2 separate regions of the Mus musculus genome follow, and region 1 is linked to region 2. Evidence: chromatin contacts called from public HiCAR-type data. All regions are on one chromosome and are shown on one strand. The core of a region is the stretch at or near the end of the contact, and the rest is flanking DNA. Distances in the headings are between cores, read along the strand shown. Region 1 overlaps Gm42201 (a long non-coding RNA gene). Region 2 overlaps Kcnmb2 (potassium large conductance calcium-activated channel, subfamily M, beta member 2).

Region 1 (4,086 bases), core at 267-2,766, 330 kb before region 2:
CCCATCTCCAACTTGCAGGTGCGCTAGTAGACAGGGTGTAACATTGGGTCTAGACCACTTACATGCATGTGGGAGGAGTAGGCAATTACTGCTTTTATCTGTCTCACTATGTTATCTGTACCATGCATATAAACACCCTCTGCTGTTGCATGTGTTGCATATATGTGAGTGTGTGGTTGTGCCATAGGAAGGCATCAGATGTCTTTTTCCTTCACTCTCTGCTTTAAGTAACCCTTAGGACAGGGTTTTACTTTCTGAACTTGAACTCCTCCTTCAATCTATGCTGGCTGACCAGTGAATCTCTGGATCTGCCTGCCTCTGACCCAGTGTTGGGGTTATAGACATGCGTTCCCGTACATAGGCGCTAGGAATTTAAACGTAGGTCCTTATGCTTTACTGAACAACACTCTTACCCACTGAGCCATCTCCCCAGTCCCTTTTAAGCTTGCTGCCTTTCTAATTAACTAATAAGCAGGATCACTTAGTAGATTCAACACATTGCGTGCTGAGAGGTTCTGTAGACTCTTGTTTTCTCCTAGTAGGCACTTGTATCAACTGGGGAATCTAGCTGGTGCGGCTGGGAGGCAGAAAGCTTTCCAGCACTTTCTTCTGATCCAAGGATGGGGTTTCAATGTTAAAGATATTTGGTTTTGGAGACGACTTAAATATGTTTTTAAAGCAAATGCAATTGGCTTTGATCTCTGTCAAGATTAACGGTCTTAAGGCATTAGGTGGAATGGCTTTATATAGTAAAGAAGATGAAAAGGCGTTAGAGTTGGTGATAGTCACAGGAAAGTGTGTTCCAGGAATAAGGAGCCCTTATGAAAACACCTCAGTGGACTCTGGGGAAGAAAGGTCATGAGAGTAACTGAGAAAAGAAGTCAACCAACTGGGCTTACAATGGAAGAACTCTGTCTTGACTGGAGCGTTAGCCCCAAGCTTCTGCTGATGGTTCAGTGGCCTCAGTTTCCCTTTTCCTTTGCATTTCCTTCCTGCCCAGACGCAACCGGCAGCAGCTGCTTGGTCCCGTACCCTTGCTTGTCTGTTTCTTGACTGCTCTGTCAGTTGCACGCTGACACGGAGGAAGTTATGGTGGGGCGGCACATGTGGCAAGGTGCTGGCGGGAGTGTGAACACGTTAGCAGTTTGGCTTCATTTTCCGAGCTTCTAGGCAGTGAGTGTGAAGACAAAGCACACAGAAAGGGAGCAACAAGGGGGAGGCACATGGTTTACACATTTGGTGAGTTCCTTCAGTAGCCCAGGGAAATCAGGCTTAGAGCCACTAGCCCAAGGTCATGTTTTCTACTTCACCGGGAAGAGAAGATTCTTTTGCAGGTCCAGAGAGCTCGCTGGTCAGCCACCCTAGAGAGGAACGGGTACTTCTTAACTGGCAAAGAGGAGCCACTCGGCATAACGGGATATTCCAGTTGCTGGAGGTCAGTAGGAATATTCTAGATGTTAAAATCCTGCTGTGTCCACATTACCTTGTGAAGCCCTGCGCAGAGCTAACGTTTGCCGCCTGCCCTGCACTGCCTGCCTACGAACAGAAGAGGGCAGCTCACCATGCACTCATTATATACGGCTTACTTGATTAGAATTCTAGAAAAGGAAACCCGCCTTTGATTAAAAAAAAAAAAAAAAAAAAGGTAATGTTTGCTTTTCTAAGTGAACTGATGGCATGATTCTGCTAATAGTTTTGAAAATTTAAATGAATAAAAATGTCGTGTCATTCTCTAGCTTCAAGGGACTTCAGAGTTCTAGTGGGGACCAGCTGTAACAAACTTGGTCGAGGCTCTTTGTACCTGCCGGTCTTCTGCTGGCTAAGATGCTGGCTCTTCAGGTCGCTACTGAGAAAAGGAAGAAAGCAGGAAGGGGGAAATAAAGGAAGACAGAAAGAGGGGAGAAGGGGAGGAAAGAGAGTGAGGGAGGGAAAGGGAGAGGGTCTGTGTGAGGGGAGTATGGAGAGACGGGGGCAGGGCAGGGTACTGAGCCAAAGGCAGAAAGGAGTTTTTCAGCTGATCTGTCTGGTCTGATGGCATTACTTACCGTCCAGGGCTACCCAGGCAGTGAGTGCTGAAGTCAGGCTTAAAGACCAGGGTTTTTAGCATGCATTTCACATTATTTGCCCTCCAAGTCTTGCTTGGTCTAAGTCTGTCTTTGGTTTACTTTTGGAACCCTTTGCCATTCTGCTAAGGCATATACGTTGCTAGTTTACATTTTTCAGTAATTTGATTTTCTATGCTTTTTTGATCTTTCACTTTAAAGATTTATTTATTATTATTCTGTATATGCGTGCCTACATATTTTTACGTGTACCATGTATGTGCAAGTCCTGAGGAGGGCCAGAACAGGCCATTGGATCTGCTGGAACTGGAGCTACAGGCAGTGCGAGCTCACACGTGGGTACTGGGAACCAAATCTGACTCCTTGGTAAGAGTAGTGAGCACTCTAACCACTGATCCCTTAATATACACTTTATTTATTGAGATTTTATTTATTTTTATTTTATCATATGGGTATTTTGTCTGTGTACCATGTGCAGACAGTACCTGCAGAGGCTAGAAGAGGGTGTCCGATCCCCTGGAATGGGACTTAGAGATAGTTGTGAGCTGCAATGTGGGTGCTGGGAATTGAACCTGGGTCCTCTGGAAGAGCAGTCAGTGCTCTGAACCACTGAGTCATTTCCCCAGCCTGATAAGTAGACACTTTAAAAGCAGGAGAACACACTTAGTTTCTTTCCCAGGTTGTCCTGAGTCTTTTCATCTAATGGGGTTTAATTCAGATATTAGAAGATGAATCTAATAAAGGCAAAGTATGTTTGAAAGCAGGCCAGGTATTGGCATGGTGACAAAAACTCTGCTTCTTGTTAGCCTCTGAACTTTCTATAATCTTCATGGTAACAGGAGCAGTGCCTCTCTAGTGGCCCTGTTTGAAACTTGGAATTGATTGTTGTAATACCTCTGTTTCCATGAGGGCATCTAGAACATCCAAGAATTATTAAATGTTCAGGAAAAGACAACCCAAATCATATTTGCTCTATGAGATGTCATTTCTGAGCCTTACTGTTCTCCCCCAAACAGTCTCAGGCAAAGAGGAGGTATGGCTGCATCATACATTGCTTGATCATTAAAAATAGAACTTACACATTAAAAATATTGCACATTTTGAGGTGATTGGTTTCATGAGGTCTTATCAGATCATTCAATATAAAGTCTAGCATTGGCCTGGGGCTCCCTGGAGACTGTGATTTAATTATTCTGAAGTTCAAAACATTGGCTACAAGGGACCAGAAGGCCCTAGCTCTTCCGGTGGGCTTAGATTTCAGTACTTGTCATGGCTGAGATCTAGGGACCTTTCTGTTCTGCTAGATAGTGTTTAAGCTGTTTCCAAAGCAGATACCATATCTGGCTGTATTCTGGCCCATGCCCATGCACTTCCTGCTCAGGGTACTTATGGGCTGGCTCTATGCATCTGAAGCTAACATCTGCCCATGTTTCCTTCTTTATTATACTATGACTGATGTTTGCACATTCCTTTGTATTAGGCTCATGTCTTCTTTCCCTGTGAGCTCCCGCTCTGCCATAAATCCTTAACCATTTAAACAAAGATTTCTTTTTTTTTTTTTTGGACCACGGAGGGGAAATTAATTCTAAATGCATATTTTTGGAGAGGAACAAAACAGAGGGAAACAAAGTTGCTTAAGGGGATTCTAGTTACATTTAGCATCAATCTTTGTAGAACTGTAGTGGAAACTTGAAGAATTAATGAAAACGGTTACATATTTTAGTACCAATTCCTATTATTCGGTTTATATGGTTAAACAATAAAAATGAGGTTTAGTTGCAGGTCAGAGAGACTCCCTCCCCTCTGGTTATTTTCCACAGCACTGGGAGGTGCTGTGCAGGCTGCTGGGGGAGGAAAGACTTCACTGATCTTTCCCAGTGCTGGGCCCTATGTGCTACAACACCAGCCTTTAGGCAAGATATGCACATTGGTACAATGATGACCTGACTTTATAGGTGTTTCATGCCTAGTACTTTAACCTGGTCAAAAGCCTATGGTTGGGGAGTTCATAGACTCTAGGGAA
Region 2 (4,482 bases), core at 1,967-4,466:
AGGGTCTAAGCCATCAACAAAGGAGTACACATGGCTCCAGCTGCATATGTAGCAGATGATGGCCTTATCAGGCAACAACGGAAGGAGAGGTCCTTAGTCCTATGAAGGCTCAATAGATGCCCCAGTGTAGGGGAATTGAGGGCGGGGAGGTGGGAGTGGGTGAGTGGGTGAAGGAACACCCTCATAGAAGCAGGAGGAGGGAGAAGGGATAGGAGGTTTCTGGCAGGTGTGTGTGTGTGGAGGGACCGGGAAAGGGGATAACATTTGAAATATAAATAAAATATCCAATAAAAAAGAAAAAAACAAAACAAAACAAAGAAACAAAAAAAGAAAACGACATGACTTTGTAGGCTAAAAATATACACTTTAAAGAGAATAAGGTAAATCAAAAATAAATTCTCAGTAAATGTTCATTCTTTGCAAACAAAAACAAAACACCCAAAAAAGATATAATAAAACAACAACAACAAAAACACAAACAAATACAAAGTTGGGAGAGTAGTAAAGGGGATGGATCTGGGAGGAGTTGGGGGAGTGGAGAACATGGTATTCTTAAAGGAAAGGAAAAAGTTTATAGGAGTTGGGGGTCATCCTATGTACAAGGTGCTATCTTTGTTACTCAAGGGCTTTCACTGCATATCCAGTGGCTTTGTTTTTGACGTGGGTCTTGCTAGTTCATTCTGCTTGGTCTGAAATCGCATCAGACTTGGGGTAATCCTCCTGCTTCCGCTTTCCAGGCTCTGGGGTTACAGACAGGTGCCACAAAGAGTGTTTTTTTGAAGTAAATATTTTGACACAATATGTGAGAAGTGCCACAGTGAGGTGCAGATTAAACACTGTGGGAGTGTGGAGGCGGTGAAGGTTGTTTCCAGTAGGAAGACTCGGAAACATTCAGAGAAGAGGTGGCATTTGATTGGTGCCTCGACCCATGAACACATTTAGACATGTGGAGATAATGAGAGAAGCAATCTAGAAAGAAGCAAAACCAGGGAAAATATAAAAGAAATGTAGTGGTGTTCAGTAAGCTAGAGGCCTGTGTGGAAGAGATTTGAATGAATACAAAGGAAGGAGTTGGCTCGAATCAGGGCCTGGGAGTCTTGTAAAGCTGGCTTGAAAGCTTGTGTGGATTTATGCACAGGTCCAGAGGAACAGTTGAATATGTTTGAGAATAATGGTCTCTGACCTGCCCTTTGAGAAATGACTCTGGCCCTTTCCAAAATGGGCTGGGCTGGGGGTGGGGGTGGGTCAAGCAGAGGGAACATGAGGTGCTGACTTAGGTAGACACTGTGGTATCCACATGAGGTCTGGGCTAAGGTGCTGAAGGTGAAAAGGACGTGACAGCAGCGAACCACTGGAGAAGAATCAGCAGACTTCCACCCGTGTTCAGATGTGTTTCCACAAATAGAGAGGAGCCCATGGTTAGAAGGGAGCTGGCACCTTCAGCAGAAGCAGAAACAGAAACAGAGGGTGTGGAGCTTCAGGAATCATGTGAAATAGTTAAGTTTGAAGTTCATTTTGCAGAGACCCAAGCAGGTATGTCCAGCCAAAGGGTAGGAAGAGGGAATGGTCCAGCAGAAGTGGGGGCGGGGGAGGGGACACCATGCACAGTATCTGATGGAAGCCATGAGCTTCATCTACCATTGCTGATTGGCTAGAGGCCCCAGCTTTACCCTGAGAGTTTATTGGTGAGTTCTTCATTCATTCTTCCTTTGTAGAACTGTTTCACTTACATTCAGTGACATATATCTTTGTGTGGTGATTCAGATGTTTGTCTCCCTCTACAAGATCACTAATAGATAGGGAACCTAAGAATGCTCTCATTCAAGTAACTCTTGAGGGCTATTGGATACTACTGATGAGTCTATTAATCATATAACCTTCCACTTTTACCCATGTTCTACTCTATGACAAGTTAGGTATCCCCAAAGATCCTGCCATAAGATATTTGAGCCCGAGCATTCTGTAAGACTTCTCTAGCCTCAGGGAAAGAAGCAGCAGTGTTCAAAAGAGACCCCATTCCGAGAGGGGTGGCAGTCCTAGGAAGGTTCTGTGATGGCTCATTCAGGCTGCTTCTAGTATTTTATATTTGCTCCACAGAGATGAGGGGAAGAGTGGAATTGTCAACATATTAAGAAGGTGGGGGAATGTAATTTTCTAAACACACACACCCGTGTGTGTGTGTGTGTGTGTGTGTATGTATGTATGTATGTATGTATGTATGTATGTATGTATGTATATGTTTTGTGTGCATGCATGTTCATAGGTATGCATGGCATACTTGTGTTTGAATGTGTGTATATGTATGTGTGAAGGCCAGAAGTCAGTCTTGGGTATTGTAACTGTGGAGACAGGGACATGGTCTTTCACTGGGACCTGGACACATCAGTTAGACAAGGCTGACTGGTCAGCAAGCCTAGCATATCTGCTTGCTTCCACCTCCTCAGCACTGGGATCATAAACACATGCCACCAGACCTGCCTCTTTAGATGAGTGCCGAGGACTGAGAAAAGACCCTTAGAGTCAGCATGACAAGCACTTCACTGAGCCCTCTCCCAGCTCTGGGATCACACAGCTTTCAAGTCTCCAATACACTGTGGCATTACAGGGCAATGAGGTAGGAACGTGCTCCCTCTGTTTGATTTCAGAAAGACATCATTCATCTAAATGAAAGGAATGTCTGCACAAGAAGCAATCCAGGACAACTGGAAAAGTTGAATGGAATTATCTATGGATCTGTTGCTGCTTCTGAGGATCCAGATGCATTTCTGTTTTATGAAGTCCACAAACAATTAGCTTTATTTATTGTATCTAATTTAAAGTACAGAATGAGTCATATGAGAGTGAAGAAACCACACGCAGTGTGAGCTGTGAAGGTGGAATACTCCCCCAGTTCCCTAAAATCTGTAATGTCTACACAGTTATGAAATCATAGTTTTTCATTAACGAGTTGTGTTATTACACAATGGATACACTGATTATCATCAATTAGTAGGTAATGAGCAACAATCGAAGCATTGGAAATTTGTAATTATAGTCATTTATCATTGGCGATAGAGTGATATTTATGATTCTAATAAGTTAAAAGATCATTTTACACTGGAAGGCAGAGAAACCTTTGATGAATGGTTGGTGCATGTAGGAGACACATGGTGAATATCTGATCACAGGATATTTTAGTTCTCTGACTTGATCATGAACCCTTAGAGGAGAATGAATGTGACTCAGTAAACAGGGCAAGAGCCAGCTGTGTGTGATGGGATGCTGGTGTGGAGAGTTTTCGGTACCACGTATGCCTAATAATTTATAGAAACGTGTGCTGTGGACTTTCTCAAGAGCAGCTGCATGTAAACAAGCTGTCTCCTGTTCTTCCCTGTGCCTGGTGTGAAGAGTGAACTTACCGTGGGAGCCATGCTTCTGGGGGGGGGGGAGTGGGCATGTACACTCACACATATGTGAGATAAACTGTGCTTGCTGCAAAGCCACAATCCCCCAGCTGTCAGCATCTCCTCTGAGTAGCTTCAGAGAACAACTCAGCAACACTTTACATCAGAATTGTGCTGATGCTTCGCTCTCACAGGTGAACAGACTGGTTAAGCTTCCTCCCTAGGCAAGGGTGTTGGGTCATCTACAGGGCTGTTGAGCTGGGCTCAGTTATCCTTTCCTCCTGATCGTGGCTGACTTCCCTCCTGTCACTCCACCACAGTGGAGTACTACGTGGTCTAGACATTAAATCCTGCTGTATCCCAAACTGACAAATCATACACCAAAAGAGAGATTAATTTTAGTTTGAGGCACAGCAATCTAGGAGCTTCAGTACACTTTGGATGGGGCAGGAATAAAAAGCATCGATATTTTCATTGTGCAATGGCTACTGCTGTACCCTCCATGGCCAGTCTCCATATTTCCTATTTAGCTCAGGCCCAAGAGACCAAGATTTTTCCACTTTGAAGCCTTCATCTTTAAATATTTCAAGGCTCGAGTCTCAGAGGCACACACACTGATTCACGGTTACTCTTCTGCCTTAAGCACTACCCTCTGCGATTTCACATCAGAATCTGCCAGCTGTCTACCTTGTGGTTTGAGGGAGGCCAGCATTGGGATTTTCACTGCTGGGAAACTATCTTGGTTTCATCTGGGTGTTTAAAGTATGTGTTGTCTATTTGTTCTAGCTGGACGATCTTTGGGCCTCCTTTCCCTTGCTTGTTATGGAGTCAAAGGCAGAAGGGCACACCCCACAGTCAGGCAGAACCTCGTGTTTTGAGCCTTTGCATTAAGGCATGTACTTTTCCTGAGGCAGCATGCTCCTCCTGCTTATAAAAAAGTCTAAACCACCACAACCAAGCTTCGCCTCCTGATGATGCAGAATAATTCATTGTCTCAATTAAACTGCTTCCAGACCTGTTGCACTGGTGATAGGCTGTTGTGAATGCCAGATAAGTAGCTCATATTTTTATTTTAGCTAAAAACATCTTCTAGGAAGGC

The links. HiCAR-type assays count read pairs that join an accessible place to other places.
Region 1: a contact with region 2 is called in a HiCAR-type map of PVALB interneurons, with 6 times the contacts expected there. The contact joins two enhancer-like sites. A contact is called at or near these places in 1 of 484 Hi-C or Micro-C datasets (cortical neurons) and 1 of 115 datasets of contacts at active chromatin or transcription factors (PVALB interneurons).

The regions. Positions count from the first base shown.
Region 1 is chr3:32,315,256-32,319,341 of GRCm38.p6, reverse strand. The region is part of intron 1 of Gm42201 (a long non-coding RNA gene); the gene reads left to right. Among named protein-coding and RNA genes, the nearest start is that of Gm42201, 9.0 kb to the left of the region's middle. Within about 2 kb of position 1,516, at least 8 of the 459 cell types and tissues checked have an H3K27ac peak or open chromatin away from gene starts, as enhancers often do. A contact at or near this core is called in PVALB interneurons, where this site is marked.
Region 2 is chr3:31,990,610-31,995,091 of GRCm38.p6, reverse strand. The region is part of intron 2 of Kcnmb2 (potassium large conductance calcium-activated channel, subfamily M, beta member 2); the gene reads right to left. Among named protein-coding and RNA genes, the nearest start is that of Kcnmb2, 90 kb to the right of the region's middle. Within about 2 kb of position 3,216, at least 3 of the 459 cell types and tissues checked have an H3K27ac peak or open chromatin away from gene starts, as enhancers often do. A contact at or near this core is called in PVALB interneurons, where this site is marked.